Regions from separate parts of the Pan troglodytes genome. Here region 1 is linked to region 2. Evidence: chromatin contacts called from public Hi-C data. All regions are on one chromosome and are shown on one strand. The core of a region is the stretch at or near the end of the contact, and the rest is flanking DNA. Distances in the headings are between cores, read along the strand shown.

Region 1 (3,238 bases), core at 473-2,972, 410 kb after region 2:
GGCCTAACTTAAGGAAATGGTGGTGGTGAAGGAAGTGATTACTTGGCCCACCAACCCTCCAGGTTCAGGCCTGATCCAGCCAAGCACTTAGCATTGGTTGATCAATTAAAACCTCGAATGGAATCCCAGTCTGCCAGATATCCATGTGACACTAGGCAAGTCAACTGACCTCTGAACTCAGTAAAAAAAGGGATGGTGCCACCGACCTCCTAGGGTTTTCCATGAATATTAAATAACACATACAAAGCCTCAGGTAAGGATTTCAAAAGGGTCAACTTCCTCCCCTTCCTTGGCTCAGAAAAAGCTTTATTACCACTTCTGATGGTGCTGTTTGAATGTGAGATAATAATAAACACTAACATTCATAGAGCATTTGCTGTGGCCTAGGACAGGTTTAAGGCCAATTTAAGGATCAAGCACTGCACACAAATTATCAGGCTGAATCTGCACATGGGGGTTGGGGTGGAGGTGGAGATCCTTTAGTGGTATTATATTCTGGAGGACCCCAGGCTCAGAGAGGGGAAGTAGCCGGTGCGGGTAGTAGAACTGGCAGATAAAAGGGCCTGTGGTGAGACTCCAGGTGTGGGTGTATGGGGGGTTGAGGGAGGTAAGCGCGGAGGCGGGATCGAGCAGGGGTCCTTGTAGCCGCCTAAGAAGTGCAGTGGTGAAGCTGACTCCTGTGAGGTGGAGGGGAGGGGTCTGGAAACAGTGGAGACACAGCAGCCCTGGGCAGAGCAGAGGAGCCAGGTGAACCCTACCTTACAGAAATCTTGTACTCTGGCTGAAGGACGGGCAGGGAGGGGTCGTGAGGAAGCCCCTCGCCGGGATCAGGAAGCCCAGGTCAGTCCGGGTTACATAGCTGACCTGCTGTGGGACCTCGGGGACCAACACCCTCGGTTTCTGGTCCCAGGAGATGGACAAGGACGCAATGTCTGTTCCTGGCCTTGGCTCAGGGCCTAATCTGATCCGCGGATGGTCCTTGCCATCAGGGAAGGGGGACGCAAGAACTCGGCGGGGGTTTGTGGTGGGGTCGCAGAGAGCAAGCCCCCTATCTCCCTCCGCAGACCCAGGTGCTCCCCAAACCCGGCCCGGAGCCCGCGAGAACTGGGGGCGGAGGGTGTACTTAGGCGGCCCTGGGGACCTTGACGGGACAGCTCAGCAGCAGGCGATGGGGGCTCGGCGGCCGCGGAGATGTAACACCTCCACCTCGGGCGAAGACCTCATAGCCTGCGGGAGATGGGAGTCCCGGACGCGGACAGGACGGGCACTTACCTACGAATAGCCAGAGGGAGCCCCCCGACACGAGGAAGAAGGTCAGCATGGCGGTCAGCGGGGCCCGGCCCGGCCTCCCCGGCCCGCAGCCCCGCAGCCCAGCAGCCCCAGCAGTAGCCGCGCCGCCGCCGCCGCTGCCGGGTATTTTTAGCCCCCGCCCTCCGGCCCCGCAGCTCCCGCCTCCCCGCGCCGCTGCGGAGACGGCTCAAGGGGGAGGGCGCGGCGCGCACTCGCAACCGAGCCTTACTCCCTGCCCTGCAGCCTGGCCGGGTCTGGGGCTTGCCCCGCACTGACCGCGGTGTCGGAACCGCCAAGCTCCCGGGCGGGGGAGGGGCCCGGCCGCAGAGCGAACCAGCCCTCTCCGGCCCCGCTCCCCAACGTCAGTACCTGTCATTCTGCGGAAACCGGCTGGAAGGGGGAGCACGGGCGACGAGCGCCAGAGCGTGACATTGAGCCCACCCCGCCGCCACCCACCCCATCAACACGCGACCCTGCCCCCGCGCGGCTCGCATCCTGGCTTTTATGGCTGGGCAGGCTCGAATGGCAGCCGGGTCGCGGTTACCTGTCCTAGGAGGTGCACACTCCTGTGGGCTGGTGCCTGCTGACACCAACGCCCCCTAGGACCCAATTTTGCAGACATGGGGAGCCTCCGGGTGCCACCTCTGCAAATCAGTGAGGGGAGGGAGTGGCAAGTTTTCACCTAGGCTCTGACAAATCGGGCAGCTAGACCAGATAGTGCCCAGATCATCTGGGGACGCACGAGTTCAGGTCTGAGGCTACGCAAGGTCACAGGAGACTCAGTGTGATCACAGGCTGCCATATGTGTTCACCAGTAGTAACATGGTCACAGGCAGCCACATGGAATCACAGGTGTCTCATGAGGAAATCATGATCTTCGTACACAACTGTATGTGGCACACGAGGTCTCAAGAAGCCCCTCATAGCCACAATGAATGGCCATATAGCCACACACAGCCACAGATGCCCACACTGCTGGGCAGAGGGCTTGGACACCTGTTGCAGTGTCTGCCATTGAAAGGAGGAAGCCCAGTTGCACATTTTCTGAAATAATAAGGGTAGGCATCCTGGTGGGCACCCCATGAACATCTGCACCTCCAAGCAAGATCACCTCCTCCCAATGCCCTTGCTTGTTTTCCTCAAGCATGCAGAGCCCACCAGGACTCCAGCACCGAGGACAGCGCTCAGGCAGCCGGGCCTTCTCTATACGCAGCCCTCCCAGGCCAGGAGCTGGCTGAGCCACAGCCCAGAAAGAAGAGGATAGAAAACCAGAGAGCAGAAGTCAGGAAGCAGAGAGTGGAAGAGCAGGAGATCTCTTCAGGCCCACCAGAGACCATCAGCCATGAATGCATGTGCGCCCACAGCTCAGCAGCTGGGTGTGTGTGGGGGCCTGTATCTGTAGTACGAGTACATGGCATGTATGTGCCCAGGCCTGTGTGCACCTTGTAGTGGTGCAAGTGTGCAGATGTGTGCCTCTGAGTCACTTCCAATCTTTACAATAGGATCCTACACCTTCTCCATCATAGGATCTGGACTCCTGGGAGAGCTGCTCCAGCTTGAACTCAGCCACAGCCTGGCAGGGACTTTGCTGGGATCTCAAGCTTGGCAGGGCTCCTCCAAGAGGGTGTGACAGAGGCTGTGTGGCAGGACTCCTCCCAGCAAGTAACATGGCTTTCAGAATCCCCCCACCCCACCCATACACTCCCACTGGCAGCAGAGTAACTGGAGATCTGCTGGTACTGAAGAGGAGACCCAGAGGAACCAGAAGGCTGGGCAGAAAGAACATATCTCCCCAGACCAGACTGGTATAGGGAGGTGGTCAGGTAATTTCCCCATAGGCCAGTGGGCCAACAGAGCATTTCTTCACAGAGCAGGGGGCCAGGAGCCAGGCTGCAAGCCTCAGGCCTCTGCGGCACTCAGCTGCAGGAGCACTCCGGGCCCTATGCGG
Region 2 (2,954 bases), core at 15-2,514:
ACATGGTGAAACCTCATCTCTACTAAGAATACAAAAATTAGCCGGATGTGGTGGTGCACACCTACAGTCCTAGCTACTTGGGATGCTGAAGCAGAGGGATCACTTGAACCTGGGAGGCAGAGGTTGAGGTGAGCCGAGACTGAGCCACCGCACTCCAGCCTGGGCAACAGAGTGAGACTCCGTCTTAAAAAACAACAACAACAACAACAACAAAAAAACCAATAAAGATTGATGGAAAACAGCCAGGCGAGGCGGCTCACACCTGTAATCCTAGCACTCTGGGAGGCCAAGGGAGGCAGATCACTTGAGGTCAGGAGTTTAAGACCAGCCTGGCCAACATGGTACCCCGTCTCCACAAAAAGTATAAAAATTAGCCGGGCATGGTGGTGCATGCCTGTAATCCCAGCTACTTGGGAGACTGAGACAGGAGAATTGCCAGAACCCGGGAGGCAGAGATTGCAGTGTACTGGGATCACATCACTGCATTCCAACCTGGGTGACAGAGTGAGACTCTGTCTTAAAAAAAAAAAAGGTTAATGAAAAACTACAGCAACTAAGAAAAAGGCAGGATAGTTGAAGACACATCAAAATTAAAGTTTTGTTCCAATCACAAAGTAAAGGACACAGAACAGCTGAAGTTTTAGTTGAGGCAAGAAATACTGAATGGGTAGTGAAAGACAGAGATATGAACTATAGCCTTGTGTCCCATTATAGAAACAAAGACTGTAGTAAGTAGCTTTTTGCATTTTCTCTTTGCTTACTATATATATGGTATAAGATATTGAAGGTAAACTTTATAAGGTAGTCTTTAGTTAACAGAATATTCAGAGGCACTATGACAGATTACATACAAATATAGCTAGCAATGATTGTTGTTGTGTGTCTCCTTATTTGGGGGAGAGGGTAAGAACTTCATTTGTATAAAGGATAGTTTTGTCTTGTTACGTAGACACAGATTGTTGAATGGAATTTCAAGTGTGTTTAGAAGCATTCATAAGGAAGCTGAGCAGCCAGGGGAGTGGACTGTGACAGTTATTTACTGCCTCTCCAAACATACTGGCTCTCAGCTTCAAATCTACCCTTTATTGCCATACTTTGTGATAAGGATGAGAATTGTGTAAATGTTCTCCTTTGCTAGCTGAAAATGTTACAGTTTTGTCAGCAGAGGGTGCTAGAGTAACACTGCAGTAAGAAAGTCTTTCCTCTGCAATTGGAGGGCTTCTGTTTCCTGTCCCCAGCTTCAGGGGCCATCTGCATCCTGGTAAGGGGGTTCTTTTACGTGCCACTCCTGGTCAGCAGTTCCCTTCCCCTTCCTGCCAGCCTTGACCAGACAACTGTGGACCAGCTCTGTCCCAGAGCAACCCAGTGAATGTCTCTGCTATTTATTGGGCTGCAACTAACATTCTTCAACCAAGTCTCAACTCTAGTCGTGAGGAAGGGGTCTGTCTCCCTTTCAAGTTTGTTTTGTCTTTGGGAACTCGCCCTCAGCTGTAGGGTATTCTGCTTTATCCTTCTTAGTAGCTAATCCCTTGAACTAGTTTAATTTTAAAATTAAACTTTACCTGCTCAGGCCAGGTGCAGTGGCTCATGTCTGTAATCACAGCACTGTAATGCCCAAGGCGGGCAGATCACTTGAGGTCAGGAGCCTGAGACCAGTCTAGCCAACATGGTGAAACCCTGTCTTTACTAAAAATACAAAAATTAGCTGGGCGTGGTGGCACACACCTGTAATCCCAGCTATTCGGAAGGCTAAGGCAGGAGAATTGCTTGAACCCAGAAGGCGCAGGTTGCAGTGAGCCAAGATCGTGCCACTGCCCTCCAGCCTGGGCAACAGTGACTCTGTCTCAAATTTAAAAAATCATAATAATAAAAAAATCAAACTTCACTTGTTCCAATTACGGTATGGTTTCTGTATTCTGACTGAAGAAGCCAAAAATTACTTGATGCTTAATATATGCTAAGCATTATTCCAGGTAGTTTGTTATAGTAACTCACAAATCCTAAAAATGAACCTACAATAGCCTATTATAAATCTTTCACACAAAAGATACAAATTCCCTAATCAGTATTATTCTTTAGAATAAAGATTAAACTTCCATAATCATGTTTCCTGTGAAGTTTATGATTACATTAATGCATACCATGATTTTTCTAAAATCTCAAACATTCTGATTATTTACTTAAAAAGATAAACTTCATTGTCTTGATCACAAACTAGTAGTGAATTATTGCAGTTGATTAAGGGCTATTAAAAGTCCTCATAACAAAGATCTTGACCATTCAGAACAGCAGGAGTGTTCAACAGAAAAATACTAATAATCTTAAAATATAACCATAGGCAATATCAATCCAGCATATTCAGTTCTCAGGGACTAACAATACAAATTCATTAATGTGAGTTTCACAAATACAGGGAAAAGGAACAATGGCCAAAAAGCTCAAAAAAACCAAGAACTACTATATATTTATAAATACAGTCAACTATATGTGTTATTCAACTGGTCAATTAGCACATTTCATTTAACCAAAGGCCAATGATGTAAAGTTTCAGGAGTCAAGGCATGACTTCTAAAATGATATTTAAATTGAGATGTCCCATATCCTGATATTTATGTTAAATAGTTATGCCACTAAATTAACTACAATTGGAAGTCTTACTTTAAAAGCCTAGAAATTTCTTCTCAACATTTTGGGGAAAAAGTCACAAAAAGTTAAATTTTTATGTCACTAAAGCATACGTTGAGGCCCTAAAATCTTAATAATTACTAACAGAATTCCACAACTGACCTTCTTTCTACCACCCTTCTCTTTTACCTAATAGTTAAAATAATTAACGATTACTTCTAACAGCCAGGCACTGTTCTAAGAGCTTTACGTAGAGTAAGTCATTTATTTCTCAGAACTAGCTTATGCTATGAAAGAGGTTGTATTATTATGCTCATTTTACAAATGAG

Evidence for each region. A called contact is a pair of places that touch in the nucleus more often than the background predicts.
Region 1: a contact with region 2 is called in a Hi-C map of induced pluripotent stem cells, with 2.7 times the contacts expected there. The contact joins the promoter of ACSL6 here to the enhancer-like site in region 2. A contact is called at or near these places in 4 of 7 Hi-C or Micro-C datasets (blood, induced pluripotent stem cells and stem cell-derived neural progenitor cells), 1 of 1 datasets of contacts at active chromatin or transcription factors (stem cell-derived excitatory neurons) and 1 of 1 other capture datasets (stem cell-derived neural stem cells).

What each region holds. Positions count from the first base shown.
Region 1 is chr4:129,774,263-129,777,500 of NHGRI_mPanTro3-v2.0_pri, forward strand. ACSL6 (acyl-CoA synthetase long chain family member 6) reads right to left here and starts at 1,723. Exons shown (of 21, transcript NM_001280466.1): 1 at 1,660-1,723. The coding sequence starts at 1,666.
Region 2 is chr4:129,361,082-129,364,035 of NHGRI_mPanTro3-v2.0_pri, forward strand. All of the region lies in intron 4 of RAPGEF6 (Rap guanine nucleotide exchange factor 6), which reads right to left. Among named protein-coding and RNA genes, the nearest start is that of RAPGEF6, 48 kb to the right of the region's middle. Within about 2 kb of position 1,265, at least 10 of the 24 cell types and tissues checked have an H3K27ac peak or open chromatin away from gene starts, as enhancers often do. A contact at or near this core is called in induced pluripotent stem cells, stem cell-derived excitatory neurons and stem cell-derived neural stem cells, where this site is marked.